Linked DNA regions of Mus musculus: regions 1, 2, 3, 5, 6 and 7 are each linked to region 4. The links are chromatin contacts, called in public HiChIP or PLAC-seq and promoter capture Hi-C maps. All regions are on one chromosome and are shown on one strand. Each heading gives the region's core, a stretch centred on a gene start, on an enhancer-like site or on the middle of the called end of the contact. The rest is flanking DNA. Distances are from core to core; before and after follow the strand shown. Region 1 holds the start of Ccdc57 (coiled-coil domain containing 57). Region 2 holds the start of Cybc1 (cytochrome b 245 chaperone 1). Region 3 holds the start of Csnk1d (casein kinase 1, delta). Region 4 holds the start of Eif4a3 (eukaryotic translation initiation factor 4A3). Region 5 holds the start of Arhgdia (Rho GDP dissociation inhibitor (GDI) alpha). Region 6 holds the start of Dus1l (dihydrouridine synthase 1-like (S. cerevisiae)). Region 7 holds the start of Ogfod3 (2-oxoglutarate and iron-dependent oxygenase domain containing 3).

Region 1 (2,700 bases), core at 89-2,588, 1.6 Mb after region 4:
AGGTGGAAGGGCAGTGACCTCTGAGGTCCTCCCTGTGGGGACATCAATGATCTCCATCTCTTCATGACTAGCCCATCCCTTGGAGTCGCTGTTATCCTCCACCTGCTATTCCCAGGGAGGACCGACCTGTACCCAGGCAGGAGCCCTGGAGAATACAGCCTGTTCTTGTTTCCTGCAGCTCTCCCTGGGCCCCAGCTGCCAGAGCAGTGATTGAAACCTACACTGATGCCGATTCTAAATAAAGACTGCTGGAAACTGGATCCCACTTCAGTCCGAATGGTCTGAATGGCCTTTGATTCAGTTAACTTGTGATTCTTTTTCTGCACCCAACATAGCAAGAATAAAACATGAAATCAAAAGAAAAAAAAAAATCAGGAAGCTTTCACTGACGTATGCTAAAATTAGTAGCTGAAAATATGGTTAAAAGCAAGACTTTTACACAGTCAAGCACCTCCCCAAATGGTGTTTATTATTTACAATAAGAAAATAGAAACCTGGGGGCTGGTGAGATGGCTCAGTGGGTAAGAGCACCCGACTGCTCTTCTAAAGGTCCTGAGTTCAAATCCCAGCAACCACATAGTGGCTCACAACCATCTGTAGTAGGATCTGATGCCCTCTTCTAATGTGTCTGAAGACAGCTGCAGTGTACTTACATATAATAAATAAATAAATCTTAAAAAAAAAAGGAAAGAAAACAGAAACCTTGTTATTTATTTAGATTTTAAGACAGAGTCTCTACATAGCTCTGGCTGTCCTGGAACTATGCAGACCAGGCCGGCCTCGAAATAACAGAAATCCGCCTGCCTCTGCCCCCAAATCCTGGGATTTTAAAGCATGTGCCACCATGCCGAGTAGAAAATAATAACTTTATGTTAGCCCCTTGGCAGCCACCACTTAAACCACTCAAACCTTGGCGACGAAAGTATTCCCCAGTAATGGGGCGTTTGCCTTCTGGGAGGCACGAGCGCGCCATTTTCTTGTTTAAAATGTGTAACTTAATTGTGTAAAATATCGGGCCAAGCCAGGATGACAAGTAGTCTACAAGATAATGGACTAATGAAGTCAGTGAGGGACTGAAGCGCTGTGAAGCGCGTGTGGCTAATCACGAGGTAGGCGTTTGGGAGTCTGAGTCAAAGAAAGCTACAGGGGAGCAAGAACCTGATGCGATGACCGTCCACTCACCGCGTGTGCCAGGACGGTCCCAGCGGAATTAGCTTCGTCTCCCGCGTGCGACCTAGAGCTGCGCCAGCTGGGACCCGGGTCTCCAGGATTCCGAGCGCCAGCACTCTCCCGCCCGAACCTACAGCGCGGGCCACGTTACCATAGCGACTGGAGTCAGTAACCTTGGTCCCGGTGCACCCTGAGCGGCGCTCCGATCCCGCCGGGCAGAAACAGGAGTCTCAACACAAAAGAGTTCCGACCTGTGCGCTGGTACCGAAGGAAGAGACGCTTGGGGTTCCGTGGCCTAGCAGACTCCCTGAGTAGTGCGAGCCAGTGAGCAAGGACCTACACCTACGGGGCCCTGTGCCCTCCCCCAGCTGTCCTGAGGGTCCCCAAGGTGCCCATTCTGGAGTCCCAAAGGGCTAACTTCAGCTTAGCAGGAGGTGCCTGTAGGCGGAGGGACTGGGAGCTCAGGGATGGAACCTGCAAGTCGTGGGTGGGAAGTTATTCTGGGACTCAGGTTTTCCCTTTGTAGACTGCACATGAGACTGTAACAAGGGTGCACATGGCAAGAGTGGGTGGAGGTTGCACCTAGGGCATGTCGCCAGGCGGAGAGGGCTAAGTGAAGAAGTTGATCCTCTTTCAGAGCCCTGGGTAAGGCGCAGTCACAAGAAGTCCATCCACGATTTGGTCTGAAACCCCAAGCATCAAAAGGTGAATGATCCTCCAAGACCCCAGCTTTCATGGAGCGTGTCCTGGACTAAGAAGAGTTGGATGGAATGGGGCTGGTTGCTGGGAAGGGCCTGCATGAGCCCCAGGAATTCGTTGTAGGCTCGCCTTTGTCTTTCTTTAAATCCTTAGGTCATCTGAGGGCCAGGGAGATGGCTCTGTGGATGTGTCAGTCTGATGACCTGATTCACACTCTGGGACCCACAGAATGGAAGGAGAGAACCAATTCCCATGAGTCTTCCCTATCCCCCATATGTTATGGTCTGCACGTTCACACAGTCACAAATAATAAAAAGAATGGTATTCTTATCTCTTTATACTGAAGAAGTTAAACTGTGGCCTGGTCCTGGAACTGGCATACACACCTAAACCAGCATAATTCCTAGGGGATGGGGAGTGTCTGGGAATCCCCTCCTCCAGGAGGGCAGTATCAAGAAGTCTAGTCATTCCTACTTTCCTGTCCTATATCCTGCCGTCTTCCTCTACCCGTCAGTCTCTTTCCCTCAACTTGCTGTCCCCACTTCCTGACAGCAAATGCTTGGTGTTTGAACCTTCCCCCAACCAGCTTGTCTTTGTAGCCTTCTTCTCAGCCAGGGAGTCCCCTGAACTTCTAGGGGCCTTCTGTTCTATTAGAAAGTGAGGTAACCTCAACTGCCAGTTCTTTGCTGTCAAATGTAAAACCCTTGCCTTAATTGAGGGGTCCAAGGGTCAGCCCCATTCCACAAGTATGTTCACACCCCTTGTCTCTGCCTCACTCTGTCACAGGAGCTTCCTGTAGTTGGTCTTTGCTACTTTGTGGTTCTTTTTCCC
Region 2 (2,700 bases), core at 65-2,564, 1.9 Mb after region 4:
CTGAGCCAGGGAAGAGGAAAGATGGGAACCCATGATCACCTGTCACACAGAAGGAAAACTATAGTGACCTCATAAAAAGCAGATAGGCTGGGAGGGCATCTCAGTGTTAAAGAAGTGTGCCCAGCTTGCAAGGCAGGGAGGGTATCTCAGTGTTAGAGTGTGCCTAGCATGCAAGGGGGTCGGTCCTGCATGCCATCTGAAAGAAAAGGCACCCTGAGGGTTAATGAAACATGCTTTATCAAGGCCTTGTATTGAGAACCTCTAATAGAACACAAAGAAGCTGTTTACGTCGCTTTTTAGATTGGGGGTGGGGTGGGGGGTGGGAAGCCTTACCGACCAGCAGGGACCAAGACCGGATGCCTGGAGCCCTCTTCAGATGGAGGCGGGTGCTGGTGCGTGTCTCCACCTGCATATACATTCTTGGAACCTGGGCTCTACTGCACAGCCGACCAGGCTTGGAAAAACACAACTGAAGCCTGCAACCAGTGCACATAGGCAGCACCTCATTAGTCCAGTCAGGAGGCCAGGGGAAGGTCCACAGCAGACCCCGAACACCTTTCTCTTATGAGCCCACTTAACTCACAATTATGTATGGGCATCGGGGCTACACAGCTCACAAATTTGGTGTTGGTCTGAACTCACTTCCAAGCCCCCAGTCTTGTGAACCCTTTTCTTGACTGAACTCTTATCTTTAAGTTGTTCCATTAGTAAGCCCCCTCCCCCTCCCCCGCCCCGACACACACACACACAACTCAGGCTTCCGGCACCTTACCCGAATCTTCCAGAAACAACTCTTCCCACCAAGAACGGGAAGTGAAAGTACCATCGTGTATGAGTCTCTACATTCATAAGCTGTCAGATCCCTGTTATTGACGCCAGACTACCTAACAATGGCCCAAATGCGCCGAATTAATGGGACACTGCGGCAGGACGTCTGGAGATTAACACCCAAGGCCCCAGTTCTGAGTGGCTCCTTGGATTCCCAGGGGCAATCAAGCTTCATACCCTACATCCTCAAGAATCCTAGTTAGGCACATAACTTGCCTCCCTCTGGCTTCAGTTACCAACAAGCTCCACTAGCGGCCCGTTACGCTGGCTCCTCCTCCGGAGTGCACACGCCCGGCTTCCTCAATTTGCCTTGCGCCTGGTCCAGATCCGCAAGCGATGACCCGCACAGGGCTCGGCGGGTCGGAACCCGAAAAGTTGTAGGACACGCACCTATGCGGACAACGAGGGACTTGTAGGAGAATGAGTGGGAGAGAACAGCCCCTCGAACTTCCGGACTTCTGTTCCGCAGACTTCCGGGATAAGAGCTGGGTGGGAACCTCCCAGGGGTGGAGACTGAGTGATTACGCAGTCGGGGGTTGTGCCTTTGTGCTTCACACTCCTGGGGACAGGGACAGGTAGGGCACCTGAATTTAGCCCCTTGGCCAACCAAGAAAGATGTCACTCAAGGAGGTTTCCTAGTTAAGCAGGATATGGGCGTGGTTTAGAAGCCTGGGGAGTGAGTGGATCTGGATTGGGTTTTTTTGTTTGTTTGTTTTTGGGGGGTTTTTTGGGTTTTCCAGACAAGGTTTCTCTGTGTAGCTCTGGCTGGCCTGGAACTCAGAGGGATCTTCATGCTTCTGCCTCCCGAATGCTGGGATTAAAGGTGTGTGCCACCGCCTCCTGGCTAGATCTGTAATTTTCAGGAAATGATAAGAGGTCATATTCACCAGATGCCTAAGGTATAGCAAACATGATCTGACTACCCGAGGTCAATCTAACAAAAGATGCACAATAAATGAAAGTGGGGACATGGCCACTCCTAGGTATTGTTGACGAGTTTCTTATTGTAAATGTGAGGGAAAGCACATATGGAAGCGTCTGGTTGAACATGTCCAGCAGAATAGAGCCATGAGAGGAAAGAGAGAGGGGCAGAGTAAGAGATGAAGAGAGGCGAGATGGAGACAAAAGACCAAGAGGGCAGACAGCACGTAGTCACGATGTCAGATGTCAGCACGTAGTCACGATGTCTGGGTTTTATAGGCAAAGAGAAGTTGGAGGGAAGGGAAGGGAAGGGGAGGGGAGTTGAGGGGAGGGAAGGGAAGGGAAGGCAGGGGCTTGGGCAGGGTTAGAGAGGTCTAGGGTAGTGGGCAAGAGCTGAGGAGTCAGGACTCTGTAACAGGTACTTGCTGAGAGCATGGCCATCATCTACTTTGATGGTCAATAGGCACCTCAGTTAGCCATTTGTCCCCGGTTTCTTTCAGACCTAACACACAATAACTAGTGACGTAAAACCTGGATCACATGTTCCTATTTTGTAGTTTGCCTCCAACATACCTACGATGATCTGTGGGTGCTAGGACGGCATGCTGGAGCAGAGATTTCCATTACTTTACCGTTCTCTTTAGATCTACTTGTTATGGGATTCCTAATTTTATAATGACTTTATAAAAGTACACAGCATGACCCTTGAAGTTTTGTCAATTTATAGTTACAGTATATACTGAGAAAACTGGATGAGGCAGTCTCTCTCTAATATTTACTTATTTATTTTATGTATAGGAATACACTGTAGCTGTCTTCAGACACACCAGAAGAGGGCATCAGATCCCATTGCAAATGGTTGTGAGCCACCATGTGGTTGCTGGGAATTGAACCTCAGGACCTCTGGGAAAGTAGCTAGTACTCTTTACTATTGAGCCAACTCTCGATCCC
Region 3 (2,700 bases), core at 123-2,622, 1.7 Mb after region 4:
ACACCACTTCTCTCCCCTCTGTTCTGCCTACATCTCGACATTGAATGCATCTGCATTCATCAAAACTTCATTCCTGTTGATTTCCGGGTGTCCAGTAGTCAACTTAGATGCTCAACATATCCTCAAGACCCCAACCAAACCAAGGCCTTTCAGGCCAGGCACAGGGAACATTTTCAGTCCTGATTTGGAGGAGAGTGGCAGCCAGGAGGCTATGGGTGATCCCTTTAGCGGGTCAGCTAAGTGGAGATGCCATTGTGGAAAAGAGCAGGCCCAGACTGCTCCAAGAACCCTCAGAAATCAGCCGGTCGTTTCCCCCATTTCTGACCGGGACACTCCCCACCTCCACACTACATCTGGCTTATTTTGACATTTCTCCCCCACACATGAAAACATCCAGGACGCCACTGCAGAGCTGAGGAACAGCACCAGACCCTTGGCGGAGCAGAGCATGGCCTTTGTTTACTGCGGTGACCTTAGGTGGGGGAGGATGCTGACGCCCGGCCCAGGCCCTGCCCCCTCCGGGCCCCACCCCCAGCCTGCTGCCCTCCCCTGCCCCGCTCTCCCCTCCCCCTCCCCGCTGTCCCCCCCCGGCCCCCGCCCCCAGTCCTTTTCCCACGCCCTCTGACACCCCACCACCGAGGCCCGCTGGCCCCCGCCTCTAGGCCTCCTTCTTCCTCTCCCGGGTCCCCGACCATCCCCAGACACGCTCCGAGCTCTGCCCCCCGGCCTGCAGTCCCCAAGACCGGCCTGTCCTTCCAGCCCTTCCCCGCACCCCACCCCGACCCGCCGCGCCGCGCCCAGCCCCCCGGCCGCGCTCGCACAGCGGCCGTTGGTGTCTGGCCGAGGCCGGTGCCCGGGCCCTCGGCTGCGGGGATGCCGAACGTCCACTCCGGCCCTCCGCAGGCCTCGGCCTGCCGGGGACCCCGCCCGCCGATCCGCAAGGCCCCCGGGCGCTCGATGGCGCCGGGCCTCACCGAGATAGATGTCTCCGAAGGAGCCGCTGCCGATCTTGCGGCCCAGTCGGTACCTGTTCCCGACCCTCAGCTCCATGGCAGCGGTGCGGCTCGCTACTGCCCGCCCGGCCGCTTCCTGGGTCTGCGCTCCGGGAGGCGGCGCCGCTGCTGCCGCTACTGCGGGTCCGGTCCGACTCCGCCCCCCTCACGGCCCCGCTTTCACCATCGCTTTCCGGTCGCCCCGTCGCTCTCAGCGCCTCAATACGGGGCGGATGGGACAGTCCGAGCGCCGCCGCCGCTGCTCCGGCCCTTGCCGGCCCCGCTCGCCCTCTCCCCGCCGCGGATGGACTCGGATCTTCCGGGCCTAAATCCCCCTTCAGCTGCCTAAAGGAGCCGCCGCCATCGCGCTGTGACGTCACTTCCCCTAGCAACCCAAGGGGGCGGGGCCACCGTGCTCGGGGGCGGGGCTTGGCTACTTGATGGATTGCGCAGTCGCAACCAGGCCTGTTTCTCTGTCCCAGTGTCCACCGTTCCCGCAGGATGACTCCAGCTGGTCTCTTTGGTCTTCCCATTTGTCTCCAATAGAAGTCCGAGGAAGCTAAGCCATGTGTGGTAAGAAATGCCTGTAGTTCCAGCCCTTGGGAGTTCGAGACCAGCCTGGGCTATAGCGACCCTGCCCCTAAACAGGCAGAGAGAAGCCGAATAGCAGTTCCTTTTGTAGACCCCGGGAAAGGCCCTTTACAGATAGGGGAAAAGGGCAGAGAGGGCGGTCCAGGCCTAGCTCTGAGATCACAGGTAGACAGTTAGCTTTTGTAGGAATCACCAGTTGTGGGCTTTGAATGGTGCAAAACGTGCCTGCTGCTGCCTGCCAGCTTCTTGCACACAAGGGTGGAAGAAAAGAGGTCTTCCTGGGACCCACTGTGGGCAGGAAGGTCAGTGTTGAGTTCACTGAGGGTGTAGAGGGTATGTCTCAGACTCTGATCGCTCTCCAGGGCTGTCTGCCTGGAGAGAGAGTCAACATTTTTATCTGGTCTGCATTGGATCTGCATGTTCCCCTGGCAAACACAAACATGAATTCTGAAGTTCAGGCTGACGGCCAGCTTCCAAGACTTGGCTGTCCATTCTGACCACTGAGGAGGGACTCTGGAGGAGCTACCACACAGGAGGTGCCCCCTAACCAGGAGGGGACAACCTTCCAAATAGATGCTTTTCTAGGCCCACTCTCACCCAGCCAGAAACACGAGAGTCACAGATGAGTGTAATGCTTCTATTTGGTCAGCTAGCACCCGTAGCATCTGCACAGGGTATCACGCTGCATGACAACTCAGCAGCCCTGCAGAAGCACGTGGAGCTGACATGTCTTCTAGTCTCCCAGCTCCACCACCCTTCCTTTTGGTGGTCCTGCAGTGCCTGCCTGCACACAGTTGGCAGTCAGGTTGGGGAGCATTACACAGCCGGAGACAGAAGACACCACAAGGCAAACTGAAACCAGTGGTCACTGAGCGGCAGGTATGGGAACTGCCTAGCTTTTTAGTCCAGGAGTCAGAGCCAGATGCGGCCAAACTAGTAAAAATAATCTTACTGACAGAATTCAAGTATAATTTTTTTTCTGTTGATGAACAATACCTAACTTCATCTGAGAAGCCCCTATATTGAACTGAAAACAGCAAACCTGGTATCTGGCCTAACCTCTCTCTTACCAACCTCGGGCCTGATCTTTGCCTAGCGGTCTTCCCTCTGGGAGCAC
Region 4 (2,700 bases), core at 61-2,560:
TGTAATGCTATTCTTGGCTGCCAACTTGCCTACATCTGGGATTACCGAAAACCCAAGCTGGGTATCATTAAAAATGGGAGGGACCAATCTTCCTGGTCTAGTGAGTTCCAGGGCAGCTAGGGCTAGGTAGAGACCCTACCTCAAAACAACAACAACAACAACAATCCTGGCTTGGTGTGGCACACCTTTAACCCCACCATCTGGGAGGCAGAGGCAGGGAATCTCTGAGTTTGAGGCCAGCCTGGTCTACAAAGAATTCCAGGACGGCCAGGGCTCCAAAGAGAAAGTCTCAAAAAAAAAAAGGAAAAAAGAAAAGGACAGAAACAAAAAGACAAAGCTCATTTGGCCTCCCTTAAATGCTCCTAAACACACACCAGCAGCATGACCGACCATTCACTCAAAAAAAAAAAAAAAAAAAAAAAATCCAGCTCCAACTCAACGACAACATCAGCATCTCTCTTCTACAGTCCGGCCATCACCCCCGCCTCCTCTTCTAACTCCAAATCCAGACACCAAGATAAACTTTCAAACTGTAAGCCCGATCCTGTCAATTTTGCTTAGAGCCCTGCAGTGGCTTCCAGCGGTATTTAGGAATGAATCTCAAAATCTTTACCCAGGCGTTTAAAACATGACAGGGGGTTCTTTTTCTGTTCCTGGCACAGGTCTGGCCATGGCTTCGAGAAGCCAGGGTCACCCTGGTGATTATGAACGCCTCTGGGAGCTCTCTCTCGGCTCTTTTAACTGTCCCCTACCAATCTACCTACTCTACCCAGCTGCTCATTCTCTTGTTTTCCCAATTCCCACCGCCTGAAGCACTTTGGCTTCGTGTTTTTCGCCTCCCTAGAAAGCTTTAAACTCCCTAAGGCGAGAACCCACCAGACTTAGAGCCGCGACTTCCCCATCAAAGCTCGGGGCACCTCGGGGGACACACATGGCGATCCGCTCGCTACACGAGCCACTGAAGAGCCTGGCTGACTGCAGCCCCGGGGGAGCAGGCCGGAGCTCTGGGGCGGAGCCGCTCGTCGCCGCCGGGCCTAACCCCGTCCTACCGGGGCCCGGCCCCCAACCTCCCCCGCCTCGAGGCCCGCGCCCCACCGTAGGCGTAGATGCCGCGCAGCAGGTCCTCTCGCAGGCCCATGGTGTCGAACGTGGGGGTCACGTCCACCTCCTCGCTCGTCTCGAACTCCACTTTGGTCATGTCCTCCTCTTTGAGCAGCCGCTTCCGCGCCGAGCCAGACGTCGCCATCGTGGCGTTAGCCGCCATGATCCGGATTCCGCAGAAAGACAACTGCAAGCCGCGGCGGGAACCGGATGTAAGGCGCGCGCCGCCGGCCCGGTCGGGAGGAAGTGACGCGCCGCAGCGCCGCGGAAGAGCGTCAAGAGGGGCGGAAGGCACGGCGCTCCAGGTCTCGCGATATTCCGCGCTCCGCGGGATTCGGCGAGAGGCTGGGCTTGCCGTCGCTAAGCGCCTGCGGCTCTCCGTACTCTCGGCTCCTTGGATGTCCGCAGCCGGCTCGGGATAGGGATGTGGGTCTCTGGGAGGAGCAAGACGGACGCCAGGGTGTCCCCGAGGGTACGGGGCAAGGGAAGATGGCACCGCCCGATGGGCTCCGCGCTCCTTCGCAGCTGACTGCGTTGCCATGGCAACCGCAGCGCTAAGCGGCGGGAGAATCAAGCTGCTCGCCCGGGGTGGCTGGGGAAATCAGTGGGGACCGAGGGGAGAGCAGGGGCCGCCTAAGCTGCCATCACATCTGAGAATCCTTCAGAGCCGCTGACCCCAGTCACTCTGAAGAATCCTGATTTTCAACGTAGGCTCCACAAGGGCTTTGCTCCTTACTGGGGCACGTCTGTCTGTCTGTTTTGTTTGTTTCTGAGGGTGGATCGAGCCGTACCCCGAGTTCTAGCAAACATTCATTTGCACTTGGCCTCTTTCCTTTTTTCTGCTTTTGAGGAAAGATGACTAAATCGTTAAGAGCCGTTACTCCTCTTCCAGGGAACCTTGTTATGCTCCAGCGCTTAGACCGTGTGACTCACAACAGCCTGTCTTCCCCAGCTCCAAGCGATCCAGTACTTCTGGCCTCTGTGGGGGCCACACTCACACAAACACACACTAACACAAATCTTTTAAAGCTACTATAAGAAACCTCATTTTGTGTAGATATGTTTCGTTATAACCAGATTATCTTTTCATGGAGAAGTTGTGGGTTGCAGTATGTCCGCCCAAAAATAAATAAATAAATAAATAAATAAATAAAACAAGTTATCACCTCCTTCCCTAGAGAGCTCTGCTCTTGCTCTGGTATCAGGATTTGTCCAGACCAGGTAAACGATTGAAGACACAGAGCTGGCCACCCTTCTGGGACTAAACAACTGAGTTCCAAGTTCTCTTGCCTTCTCACTCCACAAGGATTTATTCCTGGTGCTCATGCAGTTTGGCAAGCCTGACTTTAAGGGTGGTTTTGCAATCTCTGCTGTAAAGTACACGTGGATTTTAATGACCTCCTAAGAAAAGAATGGAAAGTCTCCATTTCATACTGCCTGTTGAAATGAGTCTAATTATAGTTTGGGGATACTGTTTAAAATGCAGCTTAATTGCACTGTTTGTTACTTCATCAGATGTAACAACTAAAAAGGGCTTTATTGTGTTCCTATTGGGCCACTCTGCTCACATATCTTTGCCTATTGTGTCTGCGTATATTT
Region 5 (2,700 bases), core at 49-2,548, 1.3 Mb after region 4:
CAGCTATCTGCGCAAGCTGCTCAGCAGTGGGTTCCTGTTCTGCCATGCTTACCTCTAGCTTGGGACACCTGTGGGCGGGGCATGAGCAGGACTGTGACAGCCTGGAGGCATTCCACCCTAGGCAGACCCTGACACCTGCAGGACACCTGACTGGAACTTTGAGAGGATGCTGCCACTGCCCTACGCAGAGGCCCATTTGAGAGGACTAGAACCCCAAGCAACGAAATGGGACCACAGCCTGTTCCTCAGAGAAGCAAAACACCTTTCCTCCCCACTAAGAATAAGCCTCCAGACCGAACTGAACTGGCAGACGCAACACTAAATCCCTGGGGTCCTGTTGCTGTCCCTAGCTGCCCAGGCTCTCATCTTACTGGGTTGGGTCATGGAGGTAAGTTCTCCGACAGGGAGATGCTCTGTATGTTAGCCACGTGCAGGACAAGGGTCTGTTTGTTCGTCCCTTCCAATGGAATACTGTCCTAAGCTCAACTATGTGATGACCGCTTAAATCCCAAGAGCCCAAAGGGGATCCTAAATACGCAGGTCTGTCCTCTCTAGTGAGGGTCTGCGTATGCAACTTGGGAGCTAGTGCACCGCTTGCAAATAAATCTCAGGAGCCTGTTTCTGGGCCCTGACCCTAAACCTTTAGTGGCGGTGAGGAACCAACCAGGACGGAAGCGCCTAGATGCCTTTCAGTTCCGCAGATTCCCAAACGTCTCTCGGAAACCCACTGTGATGCCTACAGGCAATGCGCAGCGGTCCCGGGAAGAGCCCGGCCGTTGTCCCTCTGAGAGGTGTCCGCCAAGGAAACACATAAAGCGGCGGTCCGAAACCCGGAGGCTACAGACAACCCCACCCGACGCCAAGCGTGGCCGCCGGCGACAGCATCAGGGCGCGGCCCGCACTTCCGTAGAGCCCGCAATCCGAGCGGGGCGGGGCCGCGCGGCGGGAGCCCCGGGCCAGGCCCCGCGCCGGACCCCGCCCGCGAGGCCGAGGAAGGGGGTCCCCTGGTAGCAGGCGCGCAGGCCCGGGGGGCCGCGGCCCCTCCGGCAGGACCTGCGCTGCCGCCCTGGCCCGCCCCGCCCGCCCGCCCGGGTGACCGCGCCCCGCCCGCGAGCGCCGCAGTCGCCCGCGACGCCGCACAAAGCCAACCCACTCCCCTCCCGCACTGCACCGCGCTGCGCCACGCGCCCACTCACCGGAGGCTCGACCGCCGCTCTCGCGCTCCCTCCCGCACCAAATGACGAACGTCGTCCGCCGCCCGCCGCTCGGACGGTCACTTCCGGGGTCACAAGACTTCCGCTCTCGCGGGCGGGGTCGCCTTGCGCATGCGCCGCCAGGGGGCGCGGGTCGGCGCCGTCGCCATTTTGCTGCGGGCCTCGTGGGCGCGTCCCGCGTGGGCCGGCGCCCTCGCGCCTTCTGCCGAATGCCGGGTGCGAGGGTTTGTGGGACACGAGAGCCGGCTCTTCCAGAGCAGCGTCGCGCGGCCATTCTGTGGCTCCCAGGGTTCCCTGATTGCCGTGCCTGGCCCTTGTCCCATTGTCCTCAGAGTCAACAGAACCACAGTCCTCACCGACCGCAGTGCCCTGTAGCTGTGCTGCCTGGCGCATTGCTCTGGGGACTGCGTGCCCCCCGAGCCCCCGTATGTTAGAAGTTGTATGGTTTTGCTGTGAGGAGCGGTTTTCCTTGGAACGGGCTGCCTGCCTATCTTGAACCTCATCCCTGAGACGCGCCCGCCTCTGCCTCCAGGATGCTGAGATTGAAGGCGTGCACCATCACCGCCAGGCGTGTTTCACGACGCTGAGGATGGAGCCTCCTTAGTGGAGGGCCTGGCTGGGGGGGTTCCCGGTCGTGTGCTTGTGCCAGCCACTCCAGTTCCTCCTGAGGAGTCTCAGTTCCTGCTACTCCGTGAGGGCACTCCATGTTGGCTTCTTCTGAGTGTAGCCTCAGACTGAGGGGAGGCAGGAATTTAAGGGGCACTACGGGGACTTCTATAGCTTAATCCCACAAAAGCCATCGCTTCTGGCCTGCTCTGTTGGCCACACCTGCCCCTGTGGTATCCAGGAAACAGCTGTTGGCTCCGGAGAGTCATCAAACTTAAAAGATGAGGAATCCAATGGCCTCCACTCTCCATCTTCAGTTGTGGCCCAGTTATTTTACACAAGCACGCATACCCTCTGGCTATACATCAATCTGAAGCAAACCAAGTGTTCTTTCAAGCTCATTTATTTTTATCTCTAAGGAAGATGGATTTGCAATATCATTACCCTACATCCAGGTAGCTGCTCTTCTATGCAGAACTATTCTAAAACAAAAAGCCACGTGACTATCCCCACTCTTACTGTATGATGAATTTGGCTGGCCTTCCACCTACACACAGGTGTGCCCAACGAAGTGTGTCAAGCTGGCTTTTCAGGAGGCTCATGGTCCTCCAACTGGATGAGCCTGGTTTATTGAGCTCTGTGCCACCCACAATTCCCTGGTTTGACGCTCAAAGTACAAATCTTCCAAAGCTGCGTTTTTATGTTTATGCATATCAATATTTTGAAGTAGTCTCTGAACCACTTGTGTGCAGTACCCATAAAGGTCAGAAGAGGGCATTGCATCCTCTGGAACTGGAGTTAGAACAGTAGTGGGTTCTGTACTGTACTGGGAATCAAACCCAAGATCTCTCTCAAAGAGGAGCCAGTGCTCTATGAACTG
Region 6 (2,700 bases), core at 31-2,530, 1.5 Mb after region 4:
TGGTCTTTCCACCGACATTGACAATATGACAACCACTAGGAATATGAGCTATAATGACATGTAACAGAAGCCACTGGCACAGACTTGTAAAGAACTGTTGGTTCTCGACAGGAGGGTACTGAGACGGAGAAGGATCAAGGTGACACTGGTGCTACACTCCTCACGTCCTCCAAGCTGCCCCTTCACCGGGACTCTGGCTAGTTCCCAGTTCTGGGGATGCCCACTCAGCAGCATGTGTCATGCAGGACTTCAGGGACCCCGACCCTTCTCCTGGGTTATATGTATATGACAGGGACAGCTTGGGAATGCTGTCCTTATATACAGGGTCTGGAGCTTAGGTGCTACCCAGTCCCTCAGCTCACCTGCACAATGAGAGGCCTGTCCTCGGGGCACACATCACAATACAAGTTCTCTTTGCGGTAGTTAGCATCTCTAACGAAGACCTGGGCATGTAGCATAGGGGTGTAGCATAGCTGGGCTCCATGGCGGCGGCTCAGAAGTCTCCAAGCTAGCTCACTCTGGTCCACCATGGGTGCCACCACATGTCGGGCACCCCCCAAGGTGCGGCTCCAAAACTCAAAACCCTGCAGTTTGGGCATCCTCTCCACACTAAGGGCAGAAGAGGAACAAGCGCTCATTTCAGCCATGGTATACCATCATACCCCAGGAGGGTACGAAGTTCAACTCCAGGAGCTGACCGCTCTCGTCAGCTTTTGCTGTCGGCTCTCCCAAGAACACGGTGAAAACAAGAGAGGTATCCGTAGGCACAGGGTTGAGGTGCCCTCCCTCCACCTTTCTGGCAGTGACCCTGACATACCACTCACCCTCTCTGGACCTTCTCCCCTTAAACGCCAGCCTGGTGCAGCGGGTGTGGAGGATGAACAGGTCTGTGGGACCTGCACAGCTGAGACCACCCGGCTGCACGAGGCCTGACGCCGCCTCGGATCTTGGGTTGGGAGAGTAGCGAGCACGTCAGCCTCCACGGCTCCTTTCCTGGTCGGGCCCAGAGCCCCCTGAGCTGCCCCTACCTAACCCCTGGGCTGGCTGGGGCCCGAGACCGCCACCGGACGTCCACGGGGCTTGAACTAGGACTACTTCCCGCACCGTCGGAGTTGGCCAGGGCTCGATGAAGGTCTGTGACTGCGGGCACGCTCCAAAGAAAGGGGCACACAAGGCCCCGTAGCCTCTGCCTGACCCGCGGCGCCGCCAGCAGGACCCGCACGAAGGCGGCGGGAGCCGCCAAGCGCCGTGGCTCAGACTCAGCGCAACGCCGCCGGAAGTGCCGGAGCCGGAAGCGTACTGCCAGGCGCTCCGCACCGTCTGCGGTGCAGCAAAAAATAAAGTCCTCGGAAACTGCAGCTCAGCGCTGAAGGGACCGGCCTTGTGGAAACGAGAGAGTTGAGCAAGAACAGACTGCGCATGCCCGGGGTCACGCTGTCCCTTCCAGACAATTGGCACTCGGAGGCCTTTCCTCCCACCTCTATCCCCCAACCCACCTCCGCAATCCAGGAGCAGCCCTTGGTTCTGCAGACACAAGACGTAAATTTAGTACACCACCACAATAGGAAACGAGATAAAGAATTATTACTTCAGATCCTGGGTAGAAAAGGCTACAGCAGGCCAGGCCTTTGTCGAGTAATGAGTCGCTTGCTAGAGGGAAGGAACATGCATAAAGAGATATGGGGCCGGGCAGTGGTGGCTCATGCCTTTAATCCCAGCACTTAGGAGGCAGAGGCCTGGCAGATTTCTGAGTTCGAGGCCAGCCCGGTCTACAGAGTGAGTTCCAGGACAGCCAGGGCTATACAGAGAAACCCTCCCCAGCTCTCAAAAACAAAAATAAAAAAAGTTCTCTCCTAAGTTCTTTTTGTCAGGGTATTTTAAACAGGAAACCAAACTATGGCCGTAAACTGTTACTGTTTTAATAGTAGTGATGTATTTCACTGAGAGAGATCTACCAGACTCTGCCTCCCAACACAGAATTCAAGGCCTGAACCGCCATGTCTGAGTTGTTTGACCACTCTTTAATCCTTCTACACTGCTTCCATGCACCTCGAGTTTTCAGAATCCAGAGTTTGTATCGTGCAACTCACATGCTTCCAGCCTTTCCCTCTGTGGTCAGACTTCCAACTCCACAAACCATTGAGTCCTGCTCTCCAGCCTTGGAACAATTGCTGATACATACTTTATAATGATATATGTATGTATAATGATACATGTATAACGGTATAATGATATAATGTAATATATATGCATTACTCAAGCCATTTATGATACTTTAATTTTCTGCCTTGTAAGGAAATGACAGGAAGCTGGGTGGTGACACCACACCTTTGATCCCAGCACTCAGGAGGCAGAGGCAGGAGCAGCTCTGTGAGTTGGAGGCCAGCCTGATTTAGATCAGAGCTAATTCAGGATAGCCAGGGCTACACAAAGAAACCTTATCTCGAAAAATAAAATAAAAAATAAATAAAGTAAATAAGAGGGGCAGGAGAGATGGCTCTGAGGTTAAGAGTACTAGTTGCTCTTCCAGAGGTCCTGAGGTCAGTTCCCAACACCCACAAGGCAGCTTACAACTGTCTGTAACTATAGTCTTATGGTTTCCAATGCCCTCTTCTTTTTTTTGGGGGGGGGGGGTTTCGAGACAGGCTCCCAATGCCCTCTTGTGTGCAGACATACATACCGATAAAACACCATATACAA
Region 7 (2,700 bases), core at 79-2,578, 1.9 Mb after region 4:
TCCATCCACAACTCAAGCTTATCAGGATGCCCACCATCACCACCCCTCAGAAGAGCTTCCCAGGCAGTATATGGACCTGTCTTCTCTGACCAGACAGGGCTGAATATGTGCTTCAATGGGCAAAAAAATTGTGGGCTGACCATAGGTAATTTCTGTCCAGCCCACAGAGCACCTATTTGGAGGATTGTCAGGGCATGTGAGTCTCTGATCACTCATGCATCCATATATGACTGCCCCATCCCAAGCCTGTGTTTCTACACGAACACATGTGTACGTAAACCAGCGTACATGAAGCATATCTACTTAACTCAAATCATAAACCTGGAGCCAGAAAGAGCACAGAAGAATGTCAGAAATGATATGTGTAAGTTTCCTCTACGACCCAGGTCTGTGTGGTCCGGTCCCTGATGAAGCTGTGTCTGTGTCTCTACACTTCTGTGTGTATAACTAGAGTGGCTGAGCTCTGCTGTCCAGGAAAGGTCTCAAAATACATGCAGAATTGTCAGAGTTAGGTCCCTGTCCCTAAGGACTCCGTTTCTTAGTTACCATTTCAGGTGTGGGTTTGACAGAGGCTCACAAGGCCAGTTTTGGATAGGTGAGGTGTGAAAGGCTGGGATGAGGTAACCAGCAGAGATGTGAGGAGACAGACCATGTAGTGGGTGGGGAGTCCTAAAGGCTCAAAAAGGGTCCCTAGCGAGAGAAACCTGTTCACGTGACTGAATGCAGCTCGACTCCAAGAAGAGGTTTCCTGTGGGCAGGGCCTCTGTGCAGAGCTTGGAGGTGGGCAGCCACGTGGACATTTTCACTATAGAAAGGATGCCGCAGGATACACTAACCAAGTCACGCCCCAACACATCAATCACGCCCACACTACCACGCCCTCTCTCTAAATTAAGCCTGCTCAAGTCTCAGTAGGGCTGGTCCCACCTGTCACCTCTAGCCAGGGACCAACCCAGACACGAGTCAGACCCCGCCTTGTCATGAGCACGTCCCACCCCTGTTAGGTCCCACCCCTGGGATGGCCACGCCTCACTCTGCCAAGGACACAGCAATCAAGACCACGCTCTGCCTCCCTCCGACCCCGCCCTCGGAGTGGCCACGCCCACACACACCAGTCAGGCTCCGCCCGCTGTGGCGCGCGGCCTCCCGGTCCCTAAGGATCCCGCTACCTGGTCGCGCGCCGGCGCTCTGCAGCACTACTTCCCTCGGGAATTCTGGGTGGTCCCCTCCGCTGAGGCGCCATCGGGCCCAGCCGTCGCAGAGCCAGCTACGACACGAGAGCCACCAAACTCGGGGCAATAGCTGCGACAGCGAAAGCGAGGCGGGAACGGGGTCGGGACGCGGGAGCGACGCGCTCGGTCTTCGTCCGGCTCACGGCCAGACGAGAGCAATCGGAGGCCGAGCGGTGGCGGGGGTGGGGTGGGGTGGGGGGAGGCGGAGCCTTCTCGGCCCTTGGCACTGCAACCCTGAGGCACCTGCGGAATTCTGTCTTCTCCTGTAGCTGGGCTGCGGCGGCGACGCGGGTGAGTCAAGCCCACAGCCACCGATTGTGCTGGGCCCGGATGACCTGTCTCCTACGGCCGCCGCCCTCTCCTTTCCCCGGCCCCGAGAGCTGCATTGAGAAGCCTGTCAGGGACTTTGAACTGCCTGAGAGTGGCAGGTCGGGCAGGGTTGGGGATTGAGGGCGAGCGTAGGGGGGGTGTGGTTCCTAAGGCTAGGACTTTTGAGTCCTTGCACAGGACGAGCAGGTGAAATCATGCAACTGGATGCACAACTCTGTAATTCTTTTTAATAATCGCTTGTGATTTTACAGAAGGTAGGAAAACTGTTTCTAATATCTTGACTGCTTCAGTGTCCTCCAGAAATGAACTGTAATGGAAACTATAGTCAGTTCTGATATATGTAGAGTTTATTCCCTTTTCAGGTTATTGTTGTTGTTATTTGCAGTAGCCAGGGTGGATCGCAGGGTTCCTGGCATAATGAGCAGCCGGTGCTGTATCACGGAGCTAGTCACCATCTCTCCAAATTACCACTGCCTTAATTGTTTTTCAGTACGAGGAATTGAACCTAAGGCCTTCTGCATGCTAGACAAGTGTTGTACCACTAAGCAATCCAGTCCTTATTTTACTTATTAGTCTGGAGACAGGGTCTTATTAAGTTGCAAAGTCTAGCCTTGACCTTCCTTTATAGCCCAGGCAAGTCTTAAACTTTAATCCTCCTTCCTCAGGAGGGGGTGGGGTGGTGTACTGGCTAGCTTTGTGTCAACTTGACACAGCTGGAGTTATCACAGAGAAAGGAGCTTCAGTTGAGGAAATGCCTCCATGAGATCCAACTGTAAGGCATTTTCTCAATTAGTGATCAAGGGGGAAAGGCCCCTTGTGGGTGGGACCATCTCAGGGCTGGTAGTCTTAGTTCTATAAGAGAGCAGGCTGAGCAAGCCAGGTGAGGCAAGCCAATGAAGAACATCCCTCCATGGCCTCTGCATCAGCTCCTGCTTCCTGACCTGCTTGAGTTCCAGTCCTGACTTCCTTTGGTGATGAACAGCAGTATGGAAGTGTAAGCCGAATAAACCCTTTCCTCCCCAACTTGCTTCTTGGTCATGATGTTTGTGCAGGAATAGAAACCCTGACTAAGACAAATTGGTACCAGGAGTGGGGTATTCCTGTGACAACCTGACCATGTTCTGGGGAGGACTGTGGA

The links. Promoter capture Hi-C pulls out the DNA fragments that hold promoters and counts their contacts. HiChIP or PLAC-seq counts read pairs in DNA pulled down with a chosen protein or histone mark. Capture Hi-C pulls out chosen DNA fragments and counts their contacts.
Region 1: a contact with region 4 is called in an HNF4G HiChIP or PLAC-seq map of pancreatic cancer cells. The contact joins the promoter of Ccdc57 here to the promoter of Eif4a3 in region 4.
Region 2: a contact with region 4 is called in a promoter capture Hi-C map of liver, with 2.9 times the contacts expected there. The contact joins the promoter of Cybc1 here to the promoter of Eif4a3 in region 4. A contact is called at or near these places in 3 of 39 promoter capture datasets (the C10 cell line, liver and pre-B cells) and 1 of 9 other capture datasets (liver).
Region 3: a promoter capture Hi-C map of pre-B cells shows a contact between it and region 4, with 5 times the contacts expected there. The contact joins the promoter of Csnk1d here to the promoter of Eif4a3 in region 4. A contact is called at or near these places in 2 of 39 promoter capture datasets (liver and pre-B cells) and 2 of 115 datasets of contacts at active chromatin or transcription factors (large pre-B cells and pancreatic cancer cells).
Region 5: a contact with region 4 is called in a promoter capture Hi-C map of pre-B cells, with 2.6 times the contacts expected there. The contact joins the promoter of Arhgdia here to the promoter of Eif4a3 in region 4. A contact is called at or near these places in 2 of 39 promoter capture datasets (erythroid cells and pre-B cells), 1 of 484 Hi-C or Micro-C datasets (B cells) and 1 of 115 datasets of contacts at active chromatin or transcription factors (pancreatic cancer cells).
Region 6: a contact with region 4 is called in a promoter capture Hi-C map of pre-B cells, with 4 times the contacts expected there. The contact joins the promoter of Dus1l here to the promoter of Eif4a3 in region 4. A contact is called at or near these places in 1 of 39 promoter capture datasets (pre-B cells), 1 of 484 Hi-C or Micro-C datasets (embryonic stem cells), 2 of 115 datasets of contacts at active chromatin or transcription factors (pancreatic cancer cells and stem cell-derived neural progenitor cells) and 1 of 9 other capture datasets (liver).
Region 7: a promoter capture Hi-C map of pre-B cells shows a contact between it and region 4, with 4 times the contacts expected there. The contact joins the promoter of Ogfod3 here to the promoter of Eif4a3 in region 4. A contact is called at or near these places in 1 of 39 promoter capture datasets (pre-B cells) and 1 of 9 other capture datasets (liver).

Annotation. Positions count from the first base shown.
Region 1 is chr11:120,931,534-120,934,233 of GRCm38.p6, forward strand. It overlaps Ccdc57 (coiled-coil domain containing 57), which reads right to left and starts at 1,339. Exons shown (of 19, transcript NM_027745.1): 1 at 1,183-1,339. It overlaps A430102A20Rik (a long non-coding RNA gene), which reads left to right and starts at 1,331. Exons shown (of 3, transcript XR_880367.2): 1 at 1,331-1,558; 2 at 1,808-1,875; 3 at 2,023-2,479.
Region 2 is chr11:121,227,995-121,230,694 of GRCm38.p6, forward strand. Cybc1 (cytochrome b 245 chaperone 1) reads right to left here and starts at 1,315. Exons shown (of 7, transcript NM_144832.2): 1 at 1,045-1,315; 2 at 334-476. The coding sequence starts at 418.
Region 3 is chr11:120,989,961-120,992,660 of GRCm38.p6, forward strand. Csnk1d (casein kinase 1, delta) reads right to left here and starts at 1,373. Exons shown (of 10, transcript NM_027874.2): 1 at 975-1,373. The coding sequence starts at 1,050. It overlaps LOC115486436 (a long non-coding RNA gene), which reads left to right and starts at 1,404. Exons shown (of 2, transcript XR_003949839.1): 1 at 1,404-2,700.
Region 4 is chr11:119,298,733-119,301,432 of GRCm38.p6, forward strand. It overlaps Eif4a3 (eukaryotic translation initiation factor 4A3), which reads right to left and starts at 1,311. Exons shown (of 12, transcript NM_138669.1): 1 at 1,096-1,311. The coding sequence starts at 1,264.
Region 5 is chr11:120,580,326-120,583,025 of GRCm38.p6, forward strand. It overlaps Arhgdia (Rho GDP dissociation inhibitor (GDI) alpha), which reads right to left and starts at 1,299. Exons shown (of 6, transcript NM_133796.8): 1 at 1,197-1,299; 2 at 1-68. The coding sequence starts at 46.
Region 6 is chr11:120,795,115-120,797,814 of GRCm38.p6, forward strand. Dus1l (dihydrouridine synthase 1-like (S. cerevisiae)) reads right to left here and starts at 1,281. Exons shown (of 14, transcript NM_026824.4): 1 at 1,029-1,281; 2 at 363-609. The coding sequence starts at 599.
Region 7 is chr11:121,203,320-121,206,019 of GRCm38.p6, forward strand. It overlaps Ogfod3 (2-oxoglutarate and iron-dependent oxygenase domain containing 3), which reads right to left and starts at 1,329. Exons shown (of 9, transcript NM_025402.2): 1 at 1,170-1,329. The coding sequence starts at 1,243. It also overlaps a transcript of Hexdc not described here.